2 separate regions of the Hordeum vulgare genome follow, and region 2 is linked to region 1. The links are chromatin contacts, called in public Hi-C maps. All regions are on one chromosome and are shown on one strand. The core of a region is the stretch at or near the end of the contact, and the rest is flanking DNA. Distances in the headings are between cores, read along the strand shown. Region 1 has its middle 480 kb from the start of LOC123443621. Region 2 holds the start of LOC123443622 (sec-independent protein translocase protein TATC, chloroplastic).

Region 1 (6,552 bases), core at 3,167-5,666:
TAACTAAGCAAGCTAACTAACTAACCTAACTAAAACTACTAACCTAACTAAATCTACCACTAAAACTACTAACAATAACAACTACTAAAACTACTAAAAAATAATGCGGGTGCGGGGGGCGGGGTGTGGGGGCTCACCGGGAGGGGCGGTTGTGGAGGGGCCGGGGTGTTGGGGGTGGCGGAGAGGCGCCGGGGGCGCCAGGGGCGGCGGTGCGACGGCGGTGGGGCAGCGGCAGCGGGGGCGAGCTGGGGCGGCGGTGGGACGGTGGTGGTGGCACGACGGTGGCGGCGGGGGCGAGAGGGGCGGCGGTGGGGGCGACAGGGGCGGCGGCGCGACGGGGGTGGCGGCGCGACGGTGGTGGTGGCGGCCGGTGGGCGTCGGGGATTGGGAGAGAGAGAGAGGGGCGCGCGGGGTTGAGTCGTTACAGAGAGAGAGAGGGGCGGGGTGGGGGGGGAAGGAGCCGTTAACGGAGTTAGCGCTTTACCGTCTGCCTCCGGACTCTTTGTCGTCCGCTAGTAGACGGCAAAGAAGGGACTCTAGTTTGACCTAACCACCCCGCGGTCAGGTGGGCCCATCTACATCTTTGTCGTCTGTTGTGTGACTCTTTGCCGTTTGCTAGCTCACGACAAAGATGTGACTCATGGCAAAAACACTATATGCCATCAGCCAGTGCTTTGCCGTCTGCTTTGTTGAAGCTGACGGCGAAGACACTCTTTGCCATCAGCTAGCGGACGGCAAAGACTAGGCACATGGGAAAACTATTTTCCAGTAGTGCTAGGTGCTGATGATATTGTGCTTGTGAGGATAAGGTCTTTTGACGAGCTCCCATATGTCATTTAGCTTGAACTGAAGAAGTTCATCTAGCATGGCTTGAATCCACTTAGGTTCCATGAAGGCTTCAACAACTTTTGAGGGTTCTGTGATAGACACAAAAGAGGATTGCCCACAAAAGTTAACTAAATGTCAAGCTTTTAAGCGAGTGAGAGGACCTGACGCATTTATGTCATCGTGGATTTTGTCAATTTCCACTTCATTTGCAGTCCTCGGATGTGTTGGTTGAATACTTTGGTTTGGCTGAGGAATTTGATCTGGAGCATTTTCCTCACTTGCACCCGCTTGAATTTCATCATTGTTGGGGACGAGTTCTTCAACAAGGGGTTGTTACTCCGTAGGAATGATATCTTAACTAGCCTTGAGCTAATAGCTTCCTCGAGAGTCAATTTATCTGGCAGAGGAGGCAGTTGGTCTCTTTCCGAGCCATTAGTTTCATGGAACCGCACATCTACAGTTTTAACATCCTTGTTATGATAGGTGTTGAAAACTCTGTACGTGTGTGATTCCTTTTGTAACGAAGCATAAAACCCTCATGTGCTTTAGGTGCAAACTTTGCGCTATGGTGAGGATCTCTAATCCAGCATCTTGCACCGAAGAATTAGAAATAACTTACATTGGGTTCCTTGTTAGTGAGGAGTTCGTATGAGGTTTTCTTGAGGAATTTGTGAAGATATACCCTATTAATGATGTGGCAAGCAACGTTGATTGCCTCATGCCAGAAGCGACAAGGAGTCTGATATTCTTCAAGCATAGTCCACACCGTTTCAACTAGAGTCCCGTTCTTGCGTTCAACGACGCCATTCTGTTGAGGAGTATAAGGAGAAGACAATTCGTGAGTGATACCAAGTTCATCAAGGTAATCATCAAGACCAGTATTCTTAAATTATGTCCCATTATCACTCGTGATGTATTTGATCCTGACGTTGAAGTTCGTTGAGGCCGTTGAGGAAAATCATTTGAAGACCTCCTGCACTTCAGTTTTGTAAGCAATGAAGTGTACCCAAGTATAACGAGAATAGTCATCAACGACGACAAAGCCATATAGAGATGTTGCATTGGTTAGAGTAGCATAATGAGTAGATCCAAATAGATACAAATGAAGCAATTCAAACAGACGAGTAGTAGTCATGATAGTCCTCGAGGGGTGTTTGGATATGGTGATTTTTCCACACTCACAATCACCGCAGAGATGGTCCTTGAGGAATTTGACGGTTTCGATGCCAATGACATGCTCCTTCTTTGCGAGTGTGTGCAGATTCCTCATGCCTGCATGACCTAGTCACCGATCCCATAGCCAACCTTCTGAGGTTTTTGCTAGTAGACATGTGGCTGGTCGAGGAGATGTAGAGAAGGCAACAATATACAAGTATCCTCTCCTAAAGCATTCAAAGACTTTGGATTTGTCAGATTCCATGATGACTACACATCTATATTTTCCAAAGATGACAATCATATCAAGATCACAAAGCATTAAGACCGACATGAGGTTAAAGCCAAGGGATTCAACAAGCATGACTTTCTTCATGTGCCAATCCTTAGAGATAGCCACTTTAAAACTTTCTGTGTGGTTGGTAAAAAAAACTTTGTCTGTGATATATGATGTTTGAACTAATTGTTGTTTCCTTACTTGTTTGCTAGTGTTTTATATCACAAAATTTCCTCATACTCTCTGGACTGATCTCCTTGGCCCCAAGTCCTTTCCCAATGATCATACCATGTGAGTAGGACCTAAAACTAATTTTTACCAAATAATATTTGGACCAAAAATAATTTAATTAATTTTGCTTTTCAATAACCCATGAATTGAGGTTTGTACTACAAGTCCTCAAATTAGCGAAGATGTTTTGCTGCAAATATTTTATTTAAATCCTATTATCAAAAAGACTTCCCAAAACCACAAAATTATTATTTTAAAATTTACTTTCCTATTTTATTTAATCACCTTTTTATGAGGCCACAAATGGTCTTTTATGGAGAAAAAATATTTTTCTTTCTTTTAAAATAGTTGGGAAAATTTAGGGAAACTAAGTGGACATATATATTCCATATATAAGAGTTTCAACTCAGTGGGAATTAATTTATATGGATTTATCTACAGAAAGCCACTTCTGCCCATTTCTAGGGTTTTTCAGGTCTACATTGGAAAATTTCTCCAACAAATATCAAATTTCGTGTCTAGCCTCATTTTTAATTATCATAGGATTATGTTGAATATCATGGGCATTGGATCCCACTAGGTGTCCCTAGACATCGTCAAACACCTTCTGCCATAAACTAGAGGACAAGCAATGGTGGCCCTAAGTTATTCTCCTTGTTCCAAGAATTTTACCATAGCTTTTGCTAGCCCTCTACCACATCTAGTAACTTTGCCATGGCCCTTGATCAATTATAGAGGGTAACTCCCTCTCTTTACCTCTCCTTTTTACCTTGGCAGCACCTCTTTTACCCCTCTTCCATTATTAATGTTCACGCAAATGCCCCCAAATGTTTCCACAACACCTCTAGTGTGCTAGTGCACCACTTCCAACAAAGATATATCATGCTCATGTGGAAAATATGAGCAACCCTTCTAATACTTGATTTTTGGCAGAAATGTTGCCTTGAACTACAAGTGCTAGCTACAGTCCTCTCCCTAAGCTGAAACTTCGTAGTCTTGAAGTTATTGTATAGCCAAGGCTACTAGACATGGTGTCATCCCAAGTCCCCCAGTAGAAACCCTTTTTGCTAGCCCCAAGTTTGTTGCTGTAAACTTAACCACAGATGAAACCCATCCTACATAGACCCATATGGGTCCAAACTCCTCCATCACCTTTTACCATATGGGCCTCACACTCTAGGCAAGCTTTGGCAGAGCAAAATATGCCCTCGACACTAGTGGGCATGGTCACCACACCTTTAGCCTATAGAAATGGCGCTCTGCACTTTGTCCTCATCCTCTAACTCATGTCCAGCAGTGGCAGAATGTCCGAGTATGCCAGGAAATCCCTCTTGGCCTCCCACGCCCATCCACGACGCCAGCTTGCCTCCAAAGCTCCTCTGTTATGTGTCCTCGTCGTGCCTAGAGCACTCCAGATCTCCCGCGCTTCCCTCACTCGCCCCCTCCATTTTACCTCGCCCCAAGCCCCCACTCGACTCTCTCTCACTCCTCCTACTCCCAAGAACCCCCCTGGTCCGAGCCATTGGAGCCCCGGGCTCTGCACCCCCTTCTGATGGCTGCCATGGTCTGCCTCGGCCTCGCTCAAATGTGAGCTCCCTCGAGCCCCTCCTCTCCTCTCACCCTCAGCTGGACCACTACAAAGTCCCAACTCTCCTCCCCGTGGTCCATTCCCCCCTCTCGATGGCTCTCGCACCATGCCCAGTGCCGCCATCGATATCCTCCGCCATGGCCGAAGCTGAGGTCGCCCCCGACCGTCCCCGGGGCCAACGGCCACCCAGGTGAGTGTGGTAGGCCACCTCGGGCCTACCGGTGGCCGGAGCGCCGCCAAGGGCGGCTAGAGACATCAGGTCGGGTGCCGGCGCGTGCTTGGTCGAGCTCCCCCGCCTCTCCCCTACTCTGGCAGGAGGTGGGAGGTGGATCTGACAGCGGGTCCTGGTGGTTGGTAGCTAAGTCCCGGGCCCCCTCTTTAAGTGGACGTGCCTCCCACCGAGTTGTGTATTTTTGTGGTGAAAGCTTCTTCCTGGAAGGCGCCTTCGATGGCCTCCTATGTGTGCAATTGAAGCTGTTGGGTCGGCCCAATTGCTTATCCTGCCCCTGACGCTAAATAGCCTAGTGGTATAAAACCCTTCTCCCTCCTTTTTTTATCCACACAGGTTCAAATATCCATCAAATATTCATAATGACTCCAAATTTAATAATTGGAGGTCCTATAGATTTCTAAAATTATAACCTATCAAAATATGAGCATTGCACATTTTTACAAAAATCTTATATATAGTGTTCAAATTCAAATTTGAATTTGAACTACTCAAACTCCACCTTCCAAAATTCCTAGAGGACTCAAATCAACTCCAAATGGAGTGATTCCAATTTGTAAATGACTCTAAAATCATGCTCTATTTTTCTAGCCTAGGCGAACATGTTTCTCATACATTATTTTTGTTCGACCAAATAAATAGAACTTCCACCATTTATTCGAAAATATTAAATATGTAGGAAAATCATCCCAACTCCAAATCCAGTGAGACCAATTCAAAAAGTTTTCTAAAATCATGCCCTATCAGATAAATGCATCCACTCATTTTTTAAGATAATATTTTCTATTGACTTCTTGCGGGCCACTGATGCCTCCATTTCCACCGTTCGGAAATCTGTGGTGATCCAAATCTCTTAGAACAAGATTCATAATTTTTCTTATAACCAAAGATGTCCAAGAAAAATAAAACTCCTATTTTTAGAGCACTTTTGTTTTCTTCTTGTGGTGTTGCTCCTTGTGCGTGTTCCGGCGATAGTTGACGAGATAGACGAGGTGATCGGAGTGGACTAGAAGCTCGTGAAGATCCCAGACACATTGTTGAGCAAGGCATGCAACCCTTTGACCATGTGTAAGAAACTATTTTGATGCATCTCATATATAACACTTTGTTCCAATGCATAAGATCATCTTGAATCAGTGACTCCATAAGTTGGTTGTTTTCGATAACTCCTCATTGGCACTTGCACTTGAGCATGACCCTAACTTCCTATGAGGGTTGTGTGGGTGGGAAGTAGTTAGGTTGCTAGTAGTTGCTACGCAATGGGATGAGACCATGCATGGTGACGATAAAGGAAAGTGATTTCAAAGGGTTTACAAAAACCCCGTCGGGTGCCACTAATGCTCGAGGGAGATGGTGTGAGCTAAGTAGCCACTTGGGATAGAAGTGGTGTACCGAGGCTAGCGAGTGTGTAGTTTTTTCAGAAATCAGATTGGTTTAAGTTGCGACTGTTACTCCAACCTTACATGTACAACAATGATACCCCTTATGTGACAGGGCTTTGTTAATTACTATGGTTGGTGCTAGTAGAGAGCCCGCATTGGCGGGAATCACGTGGTCACTCTTGAGACGGGGCCGTGTCCAGAGAAGGGTGACCATGGGTTGTTTTCACAAACACCGGGCACACCATTGCGTGCCCTCGTGGATGACGCATGAATGTGCATCACGAGGGATTGTCACAAACGAGTGGTATCTTTGCTAGTATCATCATGGGAAAGGTGATGCTCGGATACTTACCTCGGGATTGAAAAATACCGTTACTCATGTCTTGACACGAAAGTTTCCTGAGTCTTGTGGGTAACGTGTGCAACCTCTACAGAGTGTAAAATTATTCGAATAGTCGTGTCCATGTTCAAGGACAGTTGGATGAACGCTCTTGGGCTACGTCCATGTTTACCAAATAGTGTGCACGTTTGAGAAAGGTGATCATGTGAGGAAAATGATACCTGAGCTAAGTCGGACAACTTGGCATGATGGGTGAATATGGGATGTTCAACCCTTAGTTGATATTGAAATCCATAACCTGTTCGTATGGATATCGTTTACCTCATGATGCATGCCTCACAAGAAATTGATCATGTCATTGCACTCAAAATTAGCTTTCTGCAAACTTACCTACTTAGTGCTATGTCATGCATTGTTATTGCCTTGTTCCACACATGAGTTGCTTGCGAGTACATTCAAGGTACTCATTGGCTTGCCACTGGTTAACTCGTTGACCAGGCATGATTGAACATGATATGATGA
Region 2 (6,952 bases), core at 1,648-4,147, 840 kb before region 1:
GGCACACAGTGCAGCAAGACCTAGTGGATGTCTTCCAGCAGCTCTATGACATGCGCGGCCGGGGTTTCGCTCGCCTCAACCAGGCGCTGCTCGCCTTGCTCCCCAAGCGCGCCGACGCCGCCACCTTCGGGGACTACAGGCCGACCAGCCTTATCCATCTCGTCGCCAAGGTGTTCGCTAGAGTGCTCTCACTCCGCCTAGGCCCACAGCTGGATCGCCTCGTCAGCCCGAACCAGAATGCATTCATCCCCGAGCGCAGCCTGCATGATAACTTTGTCCTCGTCAAACAATCTGCGCGGCTGCTCCACCAGCTCAAAGCCCCACAAGCCCTCCTCAAACTGGACCTGGCGAAGGCATTTGACTCGATCTCCTGGCCTTTTGTCTTCGAGGTGCTGCAGCGCTACGGCTTTGGCGTTCGCTTCCGAGCATGGATGGCCATCCTGCTATCTTCAACAAGCACTAGGGTGCTGCTCAATGGCGACCCGGGCCCCCCCATTTGGCATCGTCGTGGCTTCCGGCAGGGCGACCCGTTGTCCCCGCAGCGTCAATCGGGCCACCTCGCTGGGAATCATGCAGCAGCTCCACCCGCGGCGCACGGTGCCAGCAATCTCGCTGTACGCAAACGACGTCGTGCTGTTCTGCCACCCTTCACCGGCCGAGATCACCACTGTCAAAGGAATCTTGCACCTCTTCGGCCGCGCCTCCGGACTCCACGTCAATTTCGCCAAGAGCACGGCGACCCTCATTCGCTGCGACGAGGACGCGGCAACCGCTGCAATACAACTACTCGGTTGTCCCATCGCCGAGCTCCCAGTTACCTACCTGGGAATCCCACTCACGATCCGACGACCGACGGCGGCGCAGCTGCAGCCCCTGGTGGACAAGGTGCAAGGTGCGGGGCCAACTTCCGTCTTGGAAGGCTTGGCTCATGAACAAGGCTAGGCGCCTCGCGACGGTGAAATCAGTCCTCTACGCAGTTCCCATTCACCAACTGCTCGTCTTTGCGCCGCCCAAGAAAACCATCAAGCAACTTGAGAAGATTGAGCGCGGCTTCTTGTGGGCTGGCCGCGAGGCTGCCAATGGGGGAAACTGCCATGTAAACTGGCGTCGGACCTGCCGTCCTATCGAGCTCGGAGGCCTTGGCATCCCAGACCTCGAGCGCGCCGGGCTGGCACTTTGTCTGCGATGGCTATGGCTCAGCCGCACCGACCATGACAGAGCGTGGAGCGGGCTCGACCTACAGTTCTCGGCGGATGAGCGCACCCTGTTCTTCACCTGCACCACAATGACCCTGGGAAACGGCCTCTCGGCCCTTTTCTGGGATGACCGCTGGATTGACGGCCGATCCGTCGGCGAGATAGCGCCGCAGCTCCACGCCTGCATCCCCACACGCAAGAGGAAGGTGCGGACCGTCGCGGAGGGGCTCAATGCCAATGCTTGGGCTAGCGACATCGAGGGCACTCTCGGCGTCCACGAGATTGGTCAGTACATCCGCCTCTGGAACACCATCGAGCACACCATCCTGATCAACACGCCCGACCAGCTCACCTGGAAGTGGACCATGAATGGATCATACACTACCAAGTCTTACTACAAGGCTACCTTCCAGGGATCCATCCCCAGCGCCTCCTCGAAGCTCATATGGAAGAGTTGGGCACCACCCGGGGTGCGCTTCTTCCATTGGCTTGCTGACCAGGACCGATGCTGGAACTCAGATCGCTAGGCTCGACGAGGGCTGCAGCACCACGACCCTTGCCTCTTGTGCTGCCAGGACCCCGAGACGATGGACCACTTGCACCTCCACTGCCCCTTCTCCAGGCAGGTACGGAAAGATGTCATCACCTGGCTTCGCTTGCCGTGCACACACCCCAGCCACGAGTCTTCCCTTCTTGCCTGGTGGCATAGCGCCAAGCAGAGTATTCCGCCCATGCGCAAAGGCTTCGCCTCCATGGCCCTGCTGACCCCGTGGATGATTTGGAAGCACCGCAACAGCTGCGTGTTCGAGGGCACCCAACCCTCGGCCAACGACCTGGTTGCGAGGATCAAAGACGAGGCGTCCCTCTAGACCAAGGCGGGAGTGGCTGGCCTCCGCGTCATCATCCCCCAGACCTGGGACGTGCACTAACTACGTGTAATCATCATCAGTATTGTCCCTCCTAGGAGGATTGTAACATAAACTCTACCTTTTCAATACAAAGAAACGCATGAATCTCACTTTTCAATACAAAGAAACGCATGAATCTCACTGCGTTTTCTCGAAAAAAGAACTTCCTCAGAAAATTTAGTAGCCATTCAAGTGCAGATCCTCTGAAACCCTCCAATTGCCCAATCAATCGTTCCACTAATACTCCTGACTTGCGAGTTCAACTAAACTAGTATAGCCCAGATCCCTCCGAGATCTCAACTCAACAATATACTACCAAGAAAGCATGGGAACAGGCTAGAGGCGTACCACGTCCTGCAAGTGGATCTTGGAGGGTGGCGCCGAGGCTGCTCGATGGAGACTCTTCTCTTTGAGACGCTGGCAAATTCGTGTCCTGGCCGCTGCTCCCCTCAACGGCGGAACAGCGAAGGTGCCGGCGGCGGCAGTGGAGGGGCTCGGGCGTGCATGAGGACAGATGGGGAAGGGAGATGTGGTGGCGACGGAGGAGGATACTGCCGAGTTGCGGTGGCGGGCGGGAGAGCAGCGCTCCTGCGCTTCCCATGGTCTCTCGCGGGAGCTCGATAGGTGATAAACCGATAATTTTCTGCTTGCTACAGCCAGTTCCGTGTAGGTGTTGCTTCCAGACCTTCTTCTTCTCCTCCCTGGCTCCTCGGATATGCTTCTGCCATTTTTTTAGAATCTTTTTTTTTAGGAATTTGTTTAGAAGCCTGGATGTGCTTCTGCTGTTACCGGCCACACAAGTCCTCGCCAGCACGCCCCGGCCACACTTTTATCAGGTTGTGTGCCGTACCTGCTTGAAGACTTCGCCTCACAGATTGGCCGTACAATGCCCTAGGAGCATCTTCAGCCGTTTGATATTCGAGGAGGCATTTTATTTTTTTCGCGGCTTAGGAGATTGCCGGTGAAAATTTTAGTCTAAAGTGTACATTTTTCACTCGTTGTGTCTCTAAGAACAGTGTTGGGGCTCATGAAGGCAGCGTCATTTCATCGACAGGTCGGAGATAGCGTCGTGGCAGCCCTCGTGGTCGAGCACACAGACGAGCATCTTGAGCGCGGCGGCCTCGACGACGAGCGCCCACTCCGAGTGGACGGAGAGATCGAGCGCCTTAAGCAAGGACGACAGGTCGGAGGCCCTCCGCCCTGGTGCCCTCTGCCCCGACCGCGAGCTCCGCCCCAGTGACGCTTCCTCGACAAGTGCCTCGAGGTCTTCCACGCCCTTCCCACCGAGCGGCGGCGGCGGCGGCGCAAGCGTGCTAGGTGTGGGCTGCCATGGCCGTGTCCGTGTGTGCATGGAGGGACAGAGAGATAGGATGGATGTGTATGGAGGGGGCATGTGGGTGGGCCAGGGAGGGAAAGGGAGGAGAGTGGCGCTCGCAGGTGGGCTAGCACTGTAAAACGGCGAAATTAGCCCCCTCCCCCCCCCTGTGCCCTCCATCTCCCTGGGGTTTGCCTTGGGGATGCCGACGCATTTTTTGGTCAAATCCGATGAAAATTGAGAAGTTGAGGGCGAGTGGGAGGTTTTTTATTCATCGGCGGTTAAAAAGTGCTCTCGGGGCTTGTTGGGGGTGCGGCTGGCACTAGTAAATTTTCATGTTTATTATCTTTTGTTTAAAAAGGCCAAAATAAAACCTTAGAAACAACAACATAAGAGCAACTCCAACGCGCCGACCCAAATGGACGACGCTTGTGTCCGATTTTTATCCGTTTAGGTCGGCACCCGCTCGACGTCCGTCGCGTTTAAGATTTGGTTCGGCGGTATGCCCAAAGCCCGCAACCCATTTCATGTCCGCGCACACATTTGAAAAGTAGATCAAGCCAGCGATCATGCCATCGCCGAGAGTTCATGTCGGCACCAGGCCAGCTTCACAAAACAGTTCATGTTGGCGCATTTGCCAACGGCCGACACACATGCCAGCACAAAAAAAGGGACGGGAGTTCGACCATGGTCATGCCAGCGTACTTGCCAGCATACAGAAAAGGATGGCGCTCGACGTCATAGATGACTCGTGTCGATCTTGAGCATGTCGGCATGCATCTTCTCGAACCACGGTCTCTTCCTTGGCGACACGGTGTTGAGATCCACCTTCATGATCTCTACCCCCGTCATCATGCTAGCGAGAGCCACTTCTTTCGCCTTGGTCTTGGCATTGGCGGCCTCGATCTCAAGCATCTTGGCTTGCTTATCCGCCTCCATCTCAAGCATCATGGCTTGCTTCTCCGCCTCCATCTCAAGCCTCCTCCTTTGTATCTTCATGAAGGCGTTCATTTGCTCTTCCTTGTCTTGTTGGCGCCGCTCCTCCCTTGAATCCTTCTTGCTATCATGCCCTCCATGGTTGCGATCAAGGCGATCGATGCCGCATCCCGCTTGTTCTCCTTCTCTGGAGTTAGTCTTTCCCCACGGTCGTGGCTTCTCACCCTCCCCAACCTCCTTCACGACTTCCTTCCCTCATGCGCTATGAGGGCGGCATATTGGAGCTTGAACTTCTCTTCATCTTTAATGATCCTCCAACAATGATAAAGGTTGAAGGACTTGCCTTCGTGTTGGAGCTTGAATGCCTCCAAAGCTTGGAATGCCTCCAAAGCTTGGAATGCCTGCAAATGATTTAAACACACGCATATTAGCGAATGAACATGAAAACAAAGAAGGGTGCGTGCATGCATACCATGTCTTGCATGCCGATGCCGCTCACGGTGCGTGTCTCGATGCTCTCGTAAGTGGAACAAAACTTATTGCATTCTTCTTGGATCACCTTCCATCGCTTCGAAATGGACACCCACCCGTGCATGCTTTGCATTTGGTATGACGGAAACTTCTTGTGTTCGTGAAACTCACAATGGACATGAATCCAAAAGGTTGATGCCTTTTGTTCGGCGCCGACCTTGGGGTCTTGCCCAATGTCCCTCCAACACTCACAAAGGAGCTTGTCCTCAGCCGCTGTGTATGCTTTTGTCCGTTCGCTCTTTCGCTTGGGCTACACCCCAACGGCTTGGTGAAAGCACATATGCTCCCTTGGTGATTTTGATAATTCATGAAAACATACATTGTCTCTTGGACTAGTGCTTTTACCTATATATATATTAGGCTCCATGGAGAGCTATGGCTTAAGGTTTATGTGGAGATGCCCCTGGATGCTAGAAAGGAATAATATTGTCTCAAGCTTCAAGCTAGAAGACTCTCCATTCTATATTATGAGAAATCACTTTTGAGTCCATATGAAAGCCAATACTATATCTGTCTCGGTTGGAATTATCATTCTTTTGGAATCTTGACCTTTTGAAACAATTCTTCCAATCAGCCTATTTTTTGTTAAAGAGTTGACTATCATTGCAACTCGGTTTCACCGAATTGGGAAACCCGGTCCAACCGATTTCTCCAAGAGGCTTAAATATCAATCTCGGTTCTACCAACTCATTATGACTCGCTGACTCCGACTTTTCTGACTTTGTTGCTGTGATAATTACTTCCGGACTATTGTCTTAGGGGGAGATGACTTCTCTAGGGGGAGAAAAATATCAGTGTTCCCATGCAATATAAGAGTGAGAATCCTCTAGGATCCCTAACTTAGGGGGGGCCATTCAAGGACCTCTTATCCATACCTAAGGAGGAGAACATTCAATGAATACTACAGAATATCTAAGGGGGGAAGACAAATTCCAGGAACCCTTACAAACGAGAGGAGTATCCAGAATCCTCTTTATTCTCTCAATGAGCCCTTACCCTCCGACCTTTCTGTTTGGTAATTGTGCCAAAGAGGGAGAAATATCATCAAAGCTTCCATTCAGTGAACCTATTTATAGGGGAGAAATACTATCAAGAAGCTTATACAAAAGAGGGAGCAACAACACTAAGGGATCGATCCCTCAATTGGTATCAGAGCAAGGTCTCCAAAACCTTGGCTTAGCCGCCATTGGAGGAAGATGGATGTGATTAGTTCCCAGATTTTTAGTTGTAGAGTGCTTATTCTTGATGGGGAGTACTTTAGACAATGGAAAGATGAAATGCTTGATATATTCGATGAGTTCCATTTGCGCAAGTATATTGAATACCCCCATGCGCCTCCCATTGACCCCATACATCCTTCTCATGATGATGAAGTTAGTATGCTTGGTAATCTTAACATTGTCAATCTTTTCATTAGAGGTTACCAAGAAATGTGATTAATCAGTTGCAAAACTTTGAGTGGGCTCATACCTTGTGGAAAGACTTAGAGAAAAGATATCCAAATTATTCCTTGAAAAATCTTGATATCATTGTTCACAAATACATTGCTTTCCATAAGATGAAGCCAACCGATCCTAACTTCGACAAATGCCTATTTGAGCTTCGTGACCTCATGTGTGCTAAAGGAAATGTCATTACCATCAACAACATCATTGTTGAATCCATTCGAATGCATAGACTTGAACATTGTCATAGTCAAATTTCTGATGAAACTTTTGTCTCTTACGAGGAAACTTCATCCGATGATGACTATGCGGAACGTGGCTACTATGATGACGATGAGAACTTCGACACCGAGTATGAGAAGACCACGAGGAACCTTAATCTTATGGCTAACCTTAAAGACTACATGACCGGTGGTAAGGTCTCAACAGTGGATGTACCGATCACATGATCGGAGATAAAGACATGTTCCATGAGATTACACCAAACCATGGACCTCGGAGGTATGTGACTTTTGGAGACAACTCCAAAGGTGAGGTACTTGGTCTTGGTAAGGTGGTCGTATCTCATGATAGTTCCATTCAGAATGTCATGCTAGTAGAATTTCTTGGCTACAACCTACT

Evidence for each region. Hi-C and Micro-C count contacts between places; a contact is called where the count stands out from the background.
Region 2: a contact with region 1 is called in a Hi-C map of seedling, with 5 times the contacts expected there. The contact joins the promoter of LOC123443622 here to the enhancer-like site in region 1. A contact is called at or near these places in 2 of 6 Hi-C or Micro-C datasets (leaf and seedling) and 1 of 1 datasets of contacts at active chromatin or transcription factors (embryo).

What each region holds. Positions count from the first base shown.
Region 1 is chr3H:252,455,520-252,462,071 of MorexV3_pseudomolecules_assembly, reverse strand. No RefSeq gene overlaps it. Among protein-coding and RNA genes, the nearest start is that of LOC123443621, 480 kb to the right of the region's middle. Within about 2 kb of position 4,416, at least 3 of the 3 cell types and tissues checked have open chromatin away from gene starts, as enhancers often do. A contact at or near this core is called in leaf and seedling, where this site is marked.
Region 2 is chr3H:253,293,300-253,300,251 of MorexV3_pseudomolecules_assembly, reverse strand. It overlaps LOC123443622 (sec-independent protein translocase protein TATC, chloroplastic), which reads right to left and starts at 2,897. Exons shown (of 4, transcript XM_045120095.1): 1 at 2,453-2,897. The coding sequence starts at 2,705.